Linked DNA regions of Mus musculus: region 2 is linked to region 1. The links are chromatin contacts, called in public Hi-C maps. All regions are on one chromosome and are shown on one strand. Each heading gives the region's core, a stretch centred on a gene start, on an enhancer-like site or on the middle of the called end of the contact. The rest is flanking DNA. Distances are from core to core; before and after follow the strand shown. Region 1 holds the start of Pde1c (phosphodiesterase 1C). Region 2 has its middle 80 kb from the start of Gm34753.

Evidence for each region. A called contact is a pair of places that touch in the nucleus more often than the background predicts.
Region 2: a contact with region 1 is called in a Hi-C map of olfactory sensory neurons, with 2.2 times the contacts expected there. The contact joins the enhancer-like site here to the promoter of Pde1c in region 1. A contact is called at or near these places in 1 of 39 promoter capture datasets (embryonic stem cells), 8 of 484 Hi-C or Micro-C datasets (cardiomyocytes, cerebellar granule neurons, cerebellum and 5 more), 2 of 115 datasets of contacts at active chromatin or transcription factors (a beta-TC-6 cell line and stem cell-derived neural progenitor cells) and 2 of 9 other capture datasets (adipose tissue and pancreatic islet).

What each region holds. Positions count from the first base shown.
Region 1 is chr6:56,360,655-56,364,352 of GRCm38.p6, forward strand. Pde1c (phosphodiesterase 1C) reads right to left here and starts at 1,738. Exons shown (of 19, transcript NM_001159953.1): 1 at 1,091-1,738. The coding sequence starts at 1,191.
Region 2 is chr6:56,447,811-56,451,599 of GRCm38.p6, forward strand. It overlaps a transcript of Pde1c not described here. Among named protein-coding and RNA genes, the nearest start is that of Gm34753, 80 kb to the left of the region's middle. Within about 2 kb of position 1,786, at least 5 of the 459 cell types and tissues checked have an H3K27ac peak or open chromatin away from gene starts, as enhancers often do. A contact at or near this core is called in olfactory sensory neurons, where this site is marked.

The DNA.
Region 1 (3,698 bases), core at 488-2,987:
GCAATGGGCTTCTTCCATTCTAGATGGAATGCTTTTTATAAAGTATACCCCTGAATAGGGACCCTGAAAGAAATGAACACAACTTTAGCGTCTTCCCTTAGTAATTCTAAATATCCTGCCAGGATGTGATCTTCCCTAAGATGAGGTCAGATCAGATCAGCACCTTCTTGATTTATTTGGCTTTGCTTCTTGGATATGTATGCAATGCTTTCAAAAGCACTGATGGCAGACGCATAGCAAGGAGCTATTTCTCTCTCACCATCCTTGTAAGTTCAGAAAACCTGCAAAGGGTTTTCAAAATTACAGTAGATCGCTGAAGTCGAATATCTGACACAATAATCACCTACTTGCTGTGAGCAGCATCAATGGGAGCTGTGTGTCAGCTGACAAGGAATCACTGGTCGTGAATGTGTAATAAAGGAAAATATACTCTGAAGTCACCTCAGTCCTCAGCAACTAAACCAGAAAGAACGAGGTGAAGTGACTCAAGTTCAGAGCTCTCTCTGTATCACCATTTGTGCTGTTCCCGTGTGTATCTGATGTGCACTTTCTCTAAAAACAGCCCACCCTTCTCTAAGCAAAACCTGCCAGGAAGAGTCCTAAGAAAATATCAGGACCTGAACCGAGCTAGAGAGTAGGCAGACAGAATTATCAGCAAAAGTGTCTATCTGAATCTGAACAGTTACTAAGTCACTGGATGATCTACCAACATGCTTGCAAACAGTTTACAAAGAAAATTTCTAGTTAAAAGTCCCTCACCAAACTTCTCTCCCTGGGCAAACGGACCGGAAACACCTCCTTGCTACTTGCATCACAAGTGTGTATTCAGGAGGGTATGCCCGGCCCCTTCTCAAATAAAACAAGACTTGTAAAGAGCAAAGCATCAGGACAGAAAAGCCGCCCTTTCTGCTGCTGCGTTAGAAGGTAGGAGCCTAGACTGTAGTTTACAGAGACAGTTGTGGAACTTCTACCACTGAGTTCAAAGGGCTTGCAGTGAGGGGTAAGGAATGGTGACTGTGGATGCGCAGTAAAATAGGGACGAGAGAGGGAAAGAGGGCAAGGGAGTCAGGGAGTAGGGAGGTGTACTTACAGCCCGCGGAGCCGAAGCCAGATTTTCTCGATCTGCTCAGGTTGCAGGTGTTTCAGAGAGTTGCTCTCGAATTCTTCAATTTCCTTGGTTGGAGACTCCATAGCTGCAGGTTCTCACTGAGGGTGAGGTGGAGAGAGTTTGTGTAGTCCCTTCCCAGCCTCCTCTCCTTGCTGGGTCCAGCCCAGTGAGTCTTTCAGTCACTTTGTCACTTCCCCTGCAGCGTCCCCAGAGATGGCTCAGAGCCTGCAAGGATCACAGGGGACTCCGGCCCCAGGTGCGCGCTGGAGGCAGCTGTGGAAACCAGCCATGATGCTTACTACTGCCAGGGACAGGGATAAGGACTGTGTCCGGGAGAAAGCGCCTCGACTCTGTTCCTGTTCTTTTTCCCTTCAAACAAAGCCAAAGAAGCTACCGGCGGCTCCCCAGAGGATTTGGAGGCAAGAGGAGAACTGAGTGGTAAAAAGAGGGGAGAAAGTGAGGAGCTGGGTGGAGTAGGATGAGCCTGAGCAGCAGGGTGAGCCGCGGGGTGCTCAGACCCCTGCCCAGCTCCGCCCTGCGCCCTGCGCCCTGCCTGCTCCGCCTCAGTGCCCCTCACTTACCAGCAAGCCCTGCTGACATGCAAGAACTGACAAGTGAGAAAAGTCTTTTGTTGGCTTGGGGCTAGTGACAGGGCTGGCACCCCGTGTGGGGAGGGAGGGGATAACACTGTCAGCAGGGCAGGAGTACCACACCTGCCCCCACAGGCAGCCCTTGGCCACCCAGCCCTATGCCCTACAATGATGGCTGCCCGCACTGCATAAAGAACAGGGCTCCGCGCCCCAAGGAAGGGAAATCTGGGGCTTCCCAGCACAAAGCCCTGGTGTTTTCTTACTAATAAAATTGATTCTCATTCTCTCTCTCTCTCTCTCTCTCTCTCTCTCTCTCTCTCTCCCTCCCTCCCTCCCTCCCTCCCTCTCTCTCTCTCCCCCCCCTTTCAAAAACAGATATTACAACAAAAGAGTTTCTTCAAATAATGCTACAAGCCTTCTAGGCGGCTCCGCTGTGCGCTGGCTACGCAGCTGTTGACTTTGGCAGTCTGTCAGCTCCACACAGCTGCACCACCCTGCTAGATGGTCCCCTTGGTCATGCACAATGTCAATAACATAATTGCCCAGCAGAACGGGACCAGGTTGGAAAGAGGAAAGCATCTAGGGTTAGGGATCAACTTAAAGACAAGAACAACTTTTCATTGGTCAAGTCAAGTTCCATTCATATGATTTGGCAAAGGAATAAAACAAGGGTATATACCTTTCACTTGCTCAATGAATTGGGTAATTAGCAATCATTTCCCAGTAATTGGCCATATACTCTAGCAAAGATACCTAGGTGGATCAGAAAAAAAGTCGCCCTCATTTGTCACAGATTCAAAAGTCAGTCTATTCATCCATCCTTAAAGGTACATAAAGGCATAAAGTACACCTCCACTGAATTAAAGCATTGCTACTAGGCAAAGGTAATATTAAACAGCTGCTATATATTAGTGTGGAGGGCATTTACCTGAATAATATAATTACTTATTCACATTCACCCAGCTGATAACAGTGACTTGGGAAATGGTATGCCAAAAAGGGAAATAGTTTGCCAACTTGTCTGGGGGCTAGAAGACAGAAGTGTGGGCTGAAACTATGGTATTTCCATTAGCGTGCATGTGTGCCCTGAGTGAGGACCTGCTGACCAAATTCAGACATGTAATAATCATTCGGATAACAAGCACTGTGCCAAGTACAGGAACCTTTCTCTGGTCCGAACACTGTGCTAACAGTTCTCTGCTCACACAACAGTCTGTGAGTCTGATATTATCACCGCTTTTCAACAAGGAAATGGGAATAGCAGGAAGTTACCTGCAAGAACGAGAACCAAACCAGGAACAACCAGAACTGGAGTTGAGCACCATTATTCTGGCCTCAGAAAAGTGTCCCCATCGCAAGATCACATTGTCTGCATGTCCAAAGTGACAAATATAAGCAAAAAAGTTTCCTGTCTCTTCCACCCATACAATTCTTTGAAATCATGTAGAGAGATTTGGGGAAAGGAAGGCAGATATTACTGGATTTGATTAGGTCAAATAAGCCCATGTTAGAAGGAAAACAAACATGCTTTCATTACAATCTAGCAGATGAGAGAAAAGATAAGAAAACTTACTGAGAATCTTTGAAGTCAAGATTTAGTGTCACATTAGATATTTTTGAAACTACCGTTATATTAGAAAGTTGATAAAATACATAAATTTGCCTTATTTTAGACCAGTCATGATTTCTGAAACTAGAAGTCTCCTGGAAGATAATTTCAAAGTGTCAAAGATGATTTTCAAAGTTTTTTTTAAATAGGATATTTCAAATAGCATCTATTTAATAAGGAATTCCAATGTATTCCTTAACTTCAAACCATGAAGATGAAGCCACTCTTCCTTCTGGGATCAAAGAGTCCTAACTTCTCAGGGATTCTGTTCACTCGGCCTCTCATCTCTCAGCTCTTGACCTGACATACCAGTTCTGTGAGAAATGAAGCCAGAGTACCATAAAGGAGCTTAGGCATCCTTTCTTCCTTCTAATCAAGAGTTCTCTAACCC
Region 2 (3,789 bases), core at 536-3,035, 87 kb after region 1:
CCAAATTGTCTATCAGGAGATACTTTAAGTTCCTATGATGTAATTGTTTCTGGAAGCACCCCACAGTCACACCCAGAGTGTATTTGACTCGTGTACCAGACATCCATCAACCTGATCAAGTTGACAATTAAGATGAAGCATTGTGTGTTCCAAATAATTGAAATATTTTCCTGGTTTCTTTAACAACTAAATCAACTCACCAACACATTTGTGTGCTCTTAAAGATATTAGCCTTTAGCAACTCCAAAGGAGCCATGGCTAACATTTGCTGCCCTCACTTGAGGAATTCTGTTGTAATTAGGCTACTACCACCTACCGGCCACTTGAACTACCTGCAATGTATTCATATTCTAAGCATCTGTGCCACTGAACAATATTCCCAATGGAAATAACTCTATTTGATGAAAAGGATATATTTAATTCGGGGTGATATACATAAAGTTTATATTTTATTCTCTCTCCAGTAAGAAACAAGAAGAAATTTTAAAAGGAGCAAAACCTATGTAAATAATATAGTGGATGAAATAGTAATAGAGAAATTAGGGTAGATATGAAAGGATTATTTTACGTTGATAAATATTTTATATTGTTGAACTGTGTAAGTTAATATTAAAATAAATAAAATCTAAAATTGTATGCAGACATAAACATATGAATCTAAATATATATATATATATATATGTGAATCTATCTATCTATCTATCTATATAAAATGATAGCTGTAACTGATCTTAAGAGTGAGCCAATATCTTCTGATAATTACAGAACAATGCATGCCTAGAGAAATTTTAAAGTCCTTGTGGCAGTGGAACTTAAACCCAGGATTCTATACCTGCTAGTCAAGAAGCCTACTACCAAGTCATTCTACCTGCTCTAAGAGATCAATTCTAAGGATACATACAAACATACACTAGAACGAATTTTTAGACTTGGTGGGAGCCATGAGACCGTAATCCTAAATTTTATGTAGGCTGTAGAAAATTAACATGTGGAATTAAATTTAAATTAATTCATTTAAATTTAATTAAAATTAAAATGCTGGAAATGAAAGCTTTTATTTCAGAAGGAAAAGTCACACAGGAAAAAAATGGTCAAGGAAGAGAAGAGGCATGTGGCTCTCTCAGTATGAACACATGGTCACATTCAGGAGACATTGAGAACATGTTTGATGACCAGTTTGATTAGTAAAAAGATAACTATTATTCAGAAAGGAAAGAAAACACAAAAATAAAATGTGAGCAAAATTAGTTTCAATTTTTAAAGTAAAACATGTATCATATCACAAGCAACATAGTGAAGAATCACAGGAAATACAGTAAGAGGAGGACCAAGCATGGCCAAGTACATCCAGGAGTTCCCATCAGTGTCAACAGGTTTCTGCTTTTCAAAAACAGCATTTGAACCTTTGCCCTGTATTCATGTACTAGACATGTCTCTTCCAGACAATTCAATAATATTCCTGAGTTACCCTATCTTAGTCTCCTGCCTCACTTGCCACCTAACCCTGAGAAGTCCTATCTGAAGTTTACTTTTCAAATAAAAGCCAAGACATTTGGACACTCCCCATCTTAGTCTCCCATAGTCAGGGTGATTGTCATCTAGACGTACACAAAGGTCAGATACTGAAGCATCTCTGATACTCCAGAACCCATTTCAGACAGGCCAATCTAAGCCTCACCTGTTCCTTCCCAGGAAAGCTACAATGAGGCTCTTGGCCACACAGGCTTGCATCTTCCTCTGTCAATGACCAATCCAAGCACTTCCCATGTGGCCCCAGAGTATGACGCATCTTCCTCTCTTCTCGTGGGATCTGTGTGCCTAACTATGTTTTCAAGGTCACTCCTCTGATGACCTCTTAAGTAAAACAATGATATAATTAAATGTATCAAAAATAGGTCAAGTAGGGCTAGATTCTAGAAAGATCGTCAGAGGAGTTGTTAATTTTCTGACTTAACCCTCAGAAATGGTTTCTGAGGGCTTTCCATGCATGGGCACCGGATAGTTCCTCTGTGGGTCAAGAATCCCTAGAGGAAAGCTGGAAGAAAAGTACCAGCGGAGGTTCCCAACAGGCCCCGCTAGAAGCAAACCCACGCCCAGTACATAGAGTATCCACAGTATAGTCTCCCGGGGGCACTGGCTGGAAAGTCTTCTCTGACGAAATGAAAACTAAAACTTCCCCCACTCCAATTTATTTTAGGCTGATTTGAAAGCATGAAATGCCTCTGACTAAATAGAGACAAAAATACAGAAACAAAAATCACATGAGTCTCTTCCAATAATATCAAAAGCCCCGTGAGGGAGATCACAGGTAAACTAAGCCTTCAGGATACCAAAAATAGTGTGGCTCAGGTGCAGGAGGCAAGCAGCTCCACTGAGCCCACTCCATCTCATCTGCTCCTCCTGCTCCCAAACCCAGCTGTGTGCTCCTCCGCCTTCTTCCCTATTTGGTACCTACCCATTTTCCTACACTCTCCTCTGTGTCCCTGACGTACCTCCTTCCTCTTACTTTCTTGTCGAGTATTCCATAACCCTTCCAGATGGTCTGTAAATCCACTTGACTCATAAGCTCTGTTAGCAGTTATCTGTAGCCATAAGCACAGTAGGAGAAGGAGCAGTCAGGTTCCAATGTGTCACTGTCCAGTACTCACGATGAGCTGAGAAGTGCTATGATATCTGATGGGAATTGCCTTAGTGACCATCGGACCTGCTTCCTCAACACTTGAACACTAGCGTATTTTGTCTCCAAAGATTGAAACTCTTGGGTCATAGAGTGAGGGGAAAGAAACCTAAGTGTTTTAACCCAATATTTTCACTTCCTTCATCCTCTGAGATACAACACAGTGTTTACACTGTCACATAAGAGAAAACACAGATGTACAACGTAGACCAAGAAGAACGGTCCATGCTTCAGAAGGTCTTTTATAAGGAGGATAAGATTCACTGGGGACATCTCAGGCCTCAAGGAAGCAGTCTGTAGCTTTTAGGGAAGGGGGCTCAGCTACAGGGAGCAGGAACCATGCAGGGTAAGTTTAATGGACTGAGAAAAGACAAGGGCACAAGCAAATGAGAAGAATGTAAACTAGGGGTAGCCACAGATCACTTTATAGTGTGCCTAACAGAGGCATCCAAATATACTGCCTGCAGAGGAGCCCTGGGTAATATTGTAATTCTGTTTCATTCTGATAAAAGCAACGTATCAGCTTGGGTCTGAGTAAACAATGTATACAATCTGTTGTTACACACTGAGAGTTTGGTCTTGCAAAAACACAAAGAAGGGAGGAAATGTAATTCTCCAGAAAGAAAAGGGAAAGTGCCTTTGTATCCATCCTCCTCTTGGGATGAAGTTCCTCTGTGGGACAGACTTTACTCACTAAAACTGAAGGGATGGCGCAGAAAGCAGGAAAAAGAGCAAACTGAAAGAGCTAAGACTACCAAATCCTACAGCTCTCTCTAAAAGCCTGTAACACCTGTAATATCCCCCCAGACAATCCCCTTTTGAGCTTTGTTTTTAAGATCAGTTTAAGGAACTTTACAAAGAAAGGTGCTTCATACAAAAAGCACACATACTAAAATCTAGGGTCCACATATGTGAGAAATGTGTAGATTTTGTCTTTGAGTCTCAATCACTTTTGTCCCTAGTTTAATCCATCCTTTGAAAATGTGAAGATTTCATTTTTCTTTCCATTGGCATAAACTCTCAGTGTGTATAGGTATCACAGGAAACATTTCTCTAACGATAGACATCTAAAGTGGTTCTGTTTTTCAACTATTGTGAATCCTGAAGCAATC